2 separate regions of the Rattus norvegicus genome follow, and region 1 is linked to region 2. The links are chromatin contacts, called in public Hi-C maps. All regions are on one chromosome and are shown on one strand. The core of a region is the stretch at or near the end of the contact, and the rest is flanking DNA. Distances in the headings are between cores, read along the strand shown. Region 1 overlaps Ubap1 (ubiquitin-associated protein 1). Region 2 overlaps Dcaf12 (DDB1 and CUL4 associated factor 12).

The links. A called contact is a pair of places that touch in the nucleus more often than the background predicts.
Region 1: a contact with region 2 is called in a Hi-C map of the Rat2 cell line, with 4 times the contacts expected there. The contact joins two enhancer-like sites. A contact is called at or near these places in 4 of 12 Hi-C or Micro-C datasets (the A7r5 cell line, the Rat2 cell line, mammary epithelial cells and 1 more).

Annotation. Positions count from the first base shown.
Region 1 is chr5:61,337,169-61,340,855 of GRCr8, reverse strand. Ubap1 (ubiquitin-associated protein 1) reads right to left here. Exons shown (of 7, transcript NM_001012190.1): 3 at 421-545. Among named protein-coding and RNA genes, the nearest start is that of Ubap1, 22 kb to the right of the region's middle. Within about 2 kb of position 1,840, at least 24 of the 93 cell types and tissues checked have an H3K27ac peak or open chromatin away from gene starts, as enhancers often do.
Region 2 is chr5:61,258,909-61,262,681 of GRCr8, reverse strand. Dcaf12 (DDB1 and CUL4 associated factor 12) reads left to right here. Exons shown (of 9, transcript NM_001427703.1): 7 at 901-1,063; 8 at 3,549-3,727. Among named protein-coding and RNA genes, the nearest start is that of Rps13l1, 7.7 kb to the right of the region's middle. Within about 2 kb of position 1,596, at least 4 of the 93 cell types and tissues checked have an H3K27ac peak or open chromatin away from gene starts, as enhancers often do.

The DNA of each region.
Region 1 (3,687 bases), core at 591-3,090, 78 kb before region 2:
ACTGAGTTATAAATTTTGAATCAGGTTAAAATCTTAACATCATTATTCTAGAAGTGATGTGGAAAGCAGTGCAAGCGAAGCCAACTACAGAGGCTGCTGTGCAGTGGAGACTCAGATGGGCCAGATGAAGTGTGGCACAGCCAACAGCAAACACTGCCTTGCTCTGCTGACTGAGCAGACAATGAGGACATCGACAAAGGCAAGAGGAAAGCAAGCAACATGGATAATTGTGTTTGTTTAGTACCAGGCACAGAAACCCAGAAAACAGTGTAATTAAGCATGTTAAACAAAACCCATGCATGTGTAAAACATGTAAATGGAACTCTAGGTATCACTGTAAAGCAGGCATTAACAGGAGCACAAGATAAATTAAGATCAAGTCTTTAATACACTTGATAGTAACCAAAATTCCCCACTTACCTGCATTTCTCTGACAACCTGTAAGCAGTCAGGCAAGGAGAAGCCAATAGGCAGACCCACTTTCGCTGGTGTTTTGAATTTGTCTCCTATCTTAAATGGGACATCATCAAGATAACTGAAAGTCCCTATAATAAAAAAAAAGTAATAAAGCAGAAAACATCAGCAAATAATAATTTACTTTGCTATCATTAGGCTAGTAGACACACGTTCATTTATACCACCCAAGACTTGAGTGCCTCTCCAACAGCTTACACCTACTTCTGACCCGAAACCGCTATAGACTCCTACTCAGTCTACTTCCCATTAGGGTTTGTTTTCAATTTTACTCAACACAAAATACAAAGTACACACCAGGCAGTAGTGGCATACGCTTTTAATGCCAGCACTCAGGAGGAGGAGGCAGAGTCTCTAAATTCCAGGCCAGCCCCAGCCTGGTGAGTTCCAGGACAGCCAGGGTTATAGAGAGAAACCCTATCTCAAAAAAAAAAAAAAAAAAAAAAAAAGAAGAAGAAAAAAAAAAAAAAGAAAGAAAGAAAGAAGTGGGGGGGGATTATATATACCCAAAGTACTCACAGCAGGCTACAAAAGCCCCCCACATCTCCAAACACCTCCCTTTGACCTACTGCCCTAACTCACAGCGACCTCCATCTGCAATGGTGTTAAGCTCAAATCTGCTTCAAAATGTTCCACCCCAGCTGTTTCTTAATCTGAAATGTTCCTCTTCCTTTGCACCATGAGCCCCTCCTTCACTCCTACAACTGGGCCAGGGTCAACCTCAGCACCATGCAGAAATGATTACTTACCTCACTACTCACTCTGACTTGGCTGCACAGTCTATCTGTTATCTTCTAACATACTATGCCACTGATTCAAGAAAACATATGCTTCTTGGAGCCCAGTCAATATAATCCTGTCTCATTTGAGGATGGAATCTCAAAATCAGTTCTGTTTGGGTTGTTCTGTTTGTTTGGAAGATAAAGTCTTGGTACCAGCCCTTGCCGGATTGAGTTCACAATCCAAGCTCGTCCTCAAAAGGCTGGGATTACAGCGTGTGTCACTTGTGTCCTCAAAACCACACCACTGTCTGCCCTGTCTCAGACAGTTAAATGAACTCATACACTGAGAGCTCCTCACAACAGGAATCCATGGCTTGAAGTTCTCTATGAACTTCTCTTTCTTTTTGGGGGTTAAATGATCAGGGAAATGATCGCCTTTTTTTAACACAAAGAATAAAAACAATACTACACTCTAGAATAAGTGGATTTCCACTGCACCCCCAGTACTGGAGATCAAACCATGGCCATATCTCCGATAGGAGAAGCATTCAACCATGGAGCTACAGCCTCAACCCCATCCGTCCCCCACACGGAAACAGCTAAGCAGTGCTGCACTGAAAGAAAAGCATAGTCAGACAAGACCACGGGAATCCAGTCAGTACTGCCAAAAACCACGAGCCAAGCTTAAGGCCAGCCTGGCCAACAGAGTTGAGTTCCAGGACAGCCAAGGCTATGTAGTGAGATCCTATCTCAAAAACAAAACAAACAACAGCAACAACAAAAACAACAACAGAATTTATTTGATATGTGTGAGTGTTTAAGTGCACCGCATGTCTGCCTGGTAACCAGAGGCCACAAGAGGGCATCCGATCCCCTGGAAGTGAGTTGTAATAGGTTGTGGGCTGTTGCTGTGTCGGTCCTCTGTTAAGAGCAGCTGCTGTGCTCACATTCACTGCTGAGCCGTCTCTCTGACCTCTTCATCCACCCAACATCCCCCCCCCCACTTTTGTTTTTAGACAGGATCTCATGTAGCCCAGGCTGGTCTCAGTTCTATTAGCTCAGGTTAGCCTTGAATTCCTAATCCATTTGCCTTTCTGCTGTACTGAAATTATAGGCATGTACCACCACACCCTGCTATTTTTTTTCCTTTTTTGGGAGGGGTTGGGGGGATTGGGTACAGCACTAAAACAGCTGTGCAACCCAAGACACCCATAAATTCACTACTCTCCTGTATACATTTTACTAGTTCTGGGGTTATATGCATGTACTTACATGCCCAATTATAAAAGTGTTTTTTAAAAGAGCATTCATACAAGATAAATGCAAAATTTTCAGATTCTCAACAAAGTTACAGAAATATATCAGGTACCCCATCACCACCCAAAAGTAGTAGCAGCATCTTGGCGGGCCAACAAAGAATGACATAAACTAAATCACAATTACAGTAATAGCTACCTTTCCCACATTAAATTATAAACCAATTACAGCTCACAAACAGCAACAAAATGCCTGTTTTATCATCAGCAGGAAAAGTATTTAAATCTTTTAATAGAACTTCAGGGTAAAGAACCTCTCTAGAATTTAGCTAGCGTGCCCTAAGAAGGGAGGTATCATAGTAGATGACAGTTAAAGTGGATAAAGTTTTGATATATAATCTTTAAGATAAATTCTTTACATATACTATATATACAGCATAGCACTAACAATATTATATTGTATACTAAAACAGCTAAGAGGGTAATTTTTTGTCATTTTTGAAACAGGATCTTTGTCACATACAGACTGGTCTCTAACCTGAAATTCTCTTGCCTCTGTTCTGATATTTGGGACCATGCCTGGCTCAGAACAAAGCTTAACTGCTTTTAGAAACATGCAAAAGCCAGTCAACGTTCTAGTGTGGAGGGAGAGGGGCTAGTGAGCCCAGCCTAGCAGAGCTATGGGCAGCTGCTGTCTTCTGGAGGAGGAATCAACTGTAAGAGTGACGTCTTAGCAGACCAAGTGTACTCCACAGCCACGAGTGTATGAGCAGCACAAACTGGACTCAGCTATTCTAAAGACATAAAGTTGAGAGTTTGGGGTGAAGATGGATCTGGGAGTTCTAGAAAAGAGTAGAGGATGAATATGGTAAACCTACATTTCATGAAATTCTCTAAGAATTAAGAGTATTTGCAACGCACACAAACTCAGAGGCAAAGCCCTCAGCATCCATGATCTCTTCATTCATCAGGTCAACAACTTAGCAAAAATATTAAGAAGTTATTTTTAGAAAAATTTAAGGACTAGGAAGGTGGCTCAGTGAGTAAAGCACTTTCTGTGCAGGCGTGAGAACTTGTTTTAAATCTCTAGGAAAGCCAGACATAGTGGTACACACTAAAAATAACAGTGCTGGGGGAGCAGGGACAGGAGGATCCTGAGTTCTCACTGGCCAGCAACTCTAGGCAAATCCATTACTCTCAGTCTTAGTGAGAGACCCTGTGTAAAGAAAATTAGG
Region 2 (3,773 bases), core at 347-2,846:
TCTTGTGCCCCCTTCCTTTCACCCCCAATATTTTTTATTTAGTTTTTATTTCTTAAAAGACCAGCTCACTAGGTAAGGTAGCCCTGGCTTCTCTCAAGCTTGGCATCCCCCCTTGGCCTCCCTCCCAGTGCCAGGAATTTCAGGAGAGTCTTTCAGTGAGACGGCAGTGTCACAATTGAGAAGGCAGATTTTTTTTTTTTCAAATATTATGATCTCTTTACTTGCTTTCTCTTTGACCAGACAAAAGATGATTGTAAAAAAGGCAGATTTATTTATAATATTTGCTGGCAACCTTTTTATAGAGTAAAGTGAATATATGGGTCATTTCTTCATGTCTTGCCCGTGCCACTTATAATGTAATGAGCTTTTTCTAAAGAGGAAACAAGGCTCAGGGAATTGACAGCTCTCTTGTGTCATGGCAGCTTTATGCTCCAATCGTCCTGCATAGTTCTGTACAGCAGACAGAAACTAGATTTTTTTTTTAGTCCACGAGGGTCAAAGGTGAAGGCTGACTCAGGTACCTGGGATGGAGTCTGTCACATGGGTTTGCTCTCTCTGGCATGCTGTTCTTATTCCTTTGGTAAACTGGCTGAGGGTATTCAGAAATGAGCCCCTCATCTGAAGAGCAGCAAAGAGAGTAGCAACTAATCTTACAGAAAGAAGTGAGTGAAACTAGGCCATAGTATTCTGGGCTCATTCCTAGAAATAAACTGTAGTCCTTGGCTTTTCCTGGCATTCTGCTTATTTAATTCTGCTTTTCCCTAACTCAGAAGTGAACTAGTTCACTAGGCTTTGCCTTGTCCCTGACTTAGGTAGTTTGTGTGTAAAGGTAGCCCGCAGATGGAGGAACACAGAACAATGCCCATTTTATGCTGTTATGAATGTATCTTCTTTATTCAGCTCCTTTCCACCAAATTGCCATATTGTAGAGAAAATGTGTGTCTGGCCTATGGTAGTGAGTGGTCAGTGTATGCGGTGGGCTCTCAAGCGCATGTCTCCTTCTTGGATCCACGGCAGCCATCGTACAACGTCAAGTCTGTCTGCTCCAGGGAGAGAGGCAGTGGTAAGTCCCTGTGTGCTCCTTCAGGCCTATGCTACACTGAAATGGGTTTTTACCTTTTGTTTCTTCTTTGACTTCCAAACGAGCAGTGATCTGTGTGTAAAGTTTAGAAGTGTTTGGTAACAGAATAGAGGAACTTAGTTACCTGCGTGTAGCAGCAGAGTTTTCAGGCTGTAGAAGCCTTTGGTACAAACCAAAGATGAGATAGGCAGTTAGCACTAGTCCTCTGGGGACTAGCTGGGGCCCTACCTAAGCTAACAGTTCTTCCGAACTGAGTGACATTGGACCGGGGGGTCGGGGGAGTCATAAGATCACTTTTGAATGTGATGATGAATGTGTACAGTGTAAGGTGTGACAATTACACCTCAAGAAGCCAAAGGAAATACTTGTTTTCATTCCGATGAGTGATTCACTTTTAAGAGGTTTAAGAGGTTAAGTGTGCTTGCTCACAAATGCTCTGCCTCCGAGCTGCACCCATACCCCCAGCCTCTGACCAGATTGCACATTTTAAGAACCATCCCTCACGTTTGTCAGTGGAAGAGACTGGTGTGGTATTGTCTTTAAAGTTTCAGAATACTTTGTTCTGATGATTCATTTCCTCCCACCAAGAATCCTGTGAAAAGCAGATCAGAAAAGTTAGAGGTTAAGACTACTTACTCCAGGGGCTGGAGAGATGGCTCAGCGGTTAAGAGCACTGACTGCTCTTCCAGAGGTCCTGAGTTCAATTCCCAGCAACCACATGGTGGCTCACAACCATCTGTAATCCGATATGCCTCTTCTGGTGTGTCTGAAGACAGCTACAGTTAACTCACATACATAAAATAAATAAATAAATTTAAAAAAAAGAAAAAAGAAAAAAAGACTACTTGCCCCAGAGTTCAGGCCTGAGTTCAGGCTCCAGCATTCATATTAAATGGCTCACAACTTCCAGCAACTCTAGCACCAGGGCATCTGTCAACCTCTTCTGGCTTCCGTGGCCAGCTGCACACCTACACACAGTACACATGTGATTTTAAAAACTTAGAAGTAATAGGCTGAAAAGCTCATGCCTTATGTACCAGTACTTAGAAGGCAGAAGCAAACAGAACTTGAGCTGCATACCATCCTGTTCTAAAGAGTGAATTCCAGGACAGCCAGGGCTACATAGAGACATCCTGTCTCAAAAACAACCTATAAACCCAGCATAGATATAAACCCAGCATGGATATAAACCTAGCATGGATAGCACTTGCCTCTAATCCCAGCATTAGGAGGCAGATCAGGAGGAAGAAGCTGGCCTAGTCTAATAGTAAGTCCCAGGCTGAAAAGGGCTATATTATAAGACTGAACTGCACAGTGGTTAAGTAAGTTACCAGATTGGAAAACAGGAAAGGTCTTCAGACCATCCAATTTAAAGTTGTTGGGTTTTTTGTGGTTTTTTTTTTTTGTTTTGGTTTTTTGTCACTTTCTGTCCCCTTTCTCATATTAAAAATGTAGTTGTCCTTGGAGTCTTAAAAGGAACAGTAAGGGTTACAGCTTAGCCTCTTTTTTCAAAAAGTGTCATTTCTATGTAGATGACACACAAGCAGTTCTTTGGTGGTGGTGGTGGCAGTGGTGGCGGGTTTTGGTGGGCACCGTGCTGCTGATTGGAAGTCAGAGAACAGTTTGAGGGAGTTGGTTCTCTCCTTCTATGGGAGTCACAGGAGTCAAACTCAGGTGGTCAGGCTTGGTAGCAAGAAACCGGTAAGCGAGGTTGGGGATTTAGCTCAGCGGTAGAGCGCTTGCCTAGTAAGCTCAAGGCCCTGGGTTCGGTCCCCAGCTCCGGAAAAAAAAAAAAGAAAAAAGAAACCGGTATGCATCTGCTGCTGTGTAGCATTTATCTTTGAGGTTTTATTTTTATCATCATCATCATAATTGTTTGTTTTTGAGACAAGGTCTCACTAGGCATCCTTGGCTAGCCTGGAGTTTGGTATGTGGACCAGGCTGGCCTTGAATTCACAGAGATCTGCCTCCCCAGTATTGGGATTAAAGGCATACATCATCATACCTGGTTTTTAAAAGGTTTTGGTTTACTGTTAATAGAGGTAGCTTGTGCAAGGGAATACTAGTTCACAAAGGTCCCTAGTTCCACACAGACGTCAGGGGCACCTACATCCATTGTACTTATTCCACAGGTACATCCACAGGATGCATTTTCCTTTTCACCCAAAGTAGTTGGTTGCCGTAAATAACATGTACCAACACTTCCTGTCGTGCTGGCAATAGGAAAAGAATAATGAGCTATAGTGTACAGTGTAATGTGATGGAAAAGAGCTAATAGTTATGAAAGGTGGCTTCAGTGCTATTCAAGGGTGTGGGACACAAAAAACCCAGACACATTCCTTTGGCAAAAACAATGTGTATATTCCCAGTAATCTAGCTTATTAGCAGAGTTCTGTTTGACCACTGGCATAGTACCATCTAATATTTGGGGTGTGCAGCCTCTGATTGCTCTGTCTTTCTCTCTCAGGGATTCGCTCAGTGAGCTTCTATGAACACATCATCACTGTGGGCACAGGGCAGGGCTCCCTGCTGTTCTATGACATCCGAGCTCAGAGATTTTTGGAAGAAAGGCTCTCAGCTTGTTATGGGTCCAAGCCCAGACTCGCAGGGGAGAATCTGAAACTAACTACTGGCAAGGGCTGGCTGGTGAGTAGGCCCAGACCTGAGAGTTTGGGATCGTCATCCCAGTCCT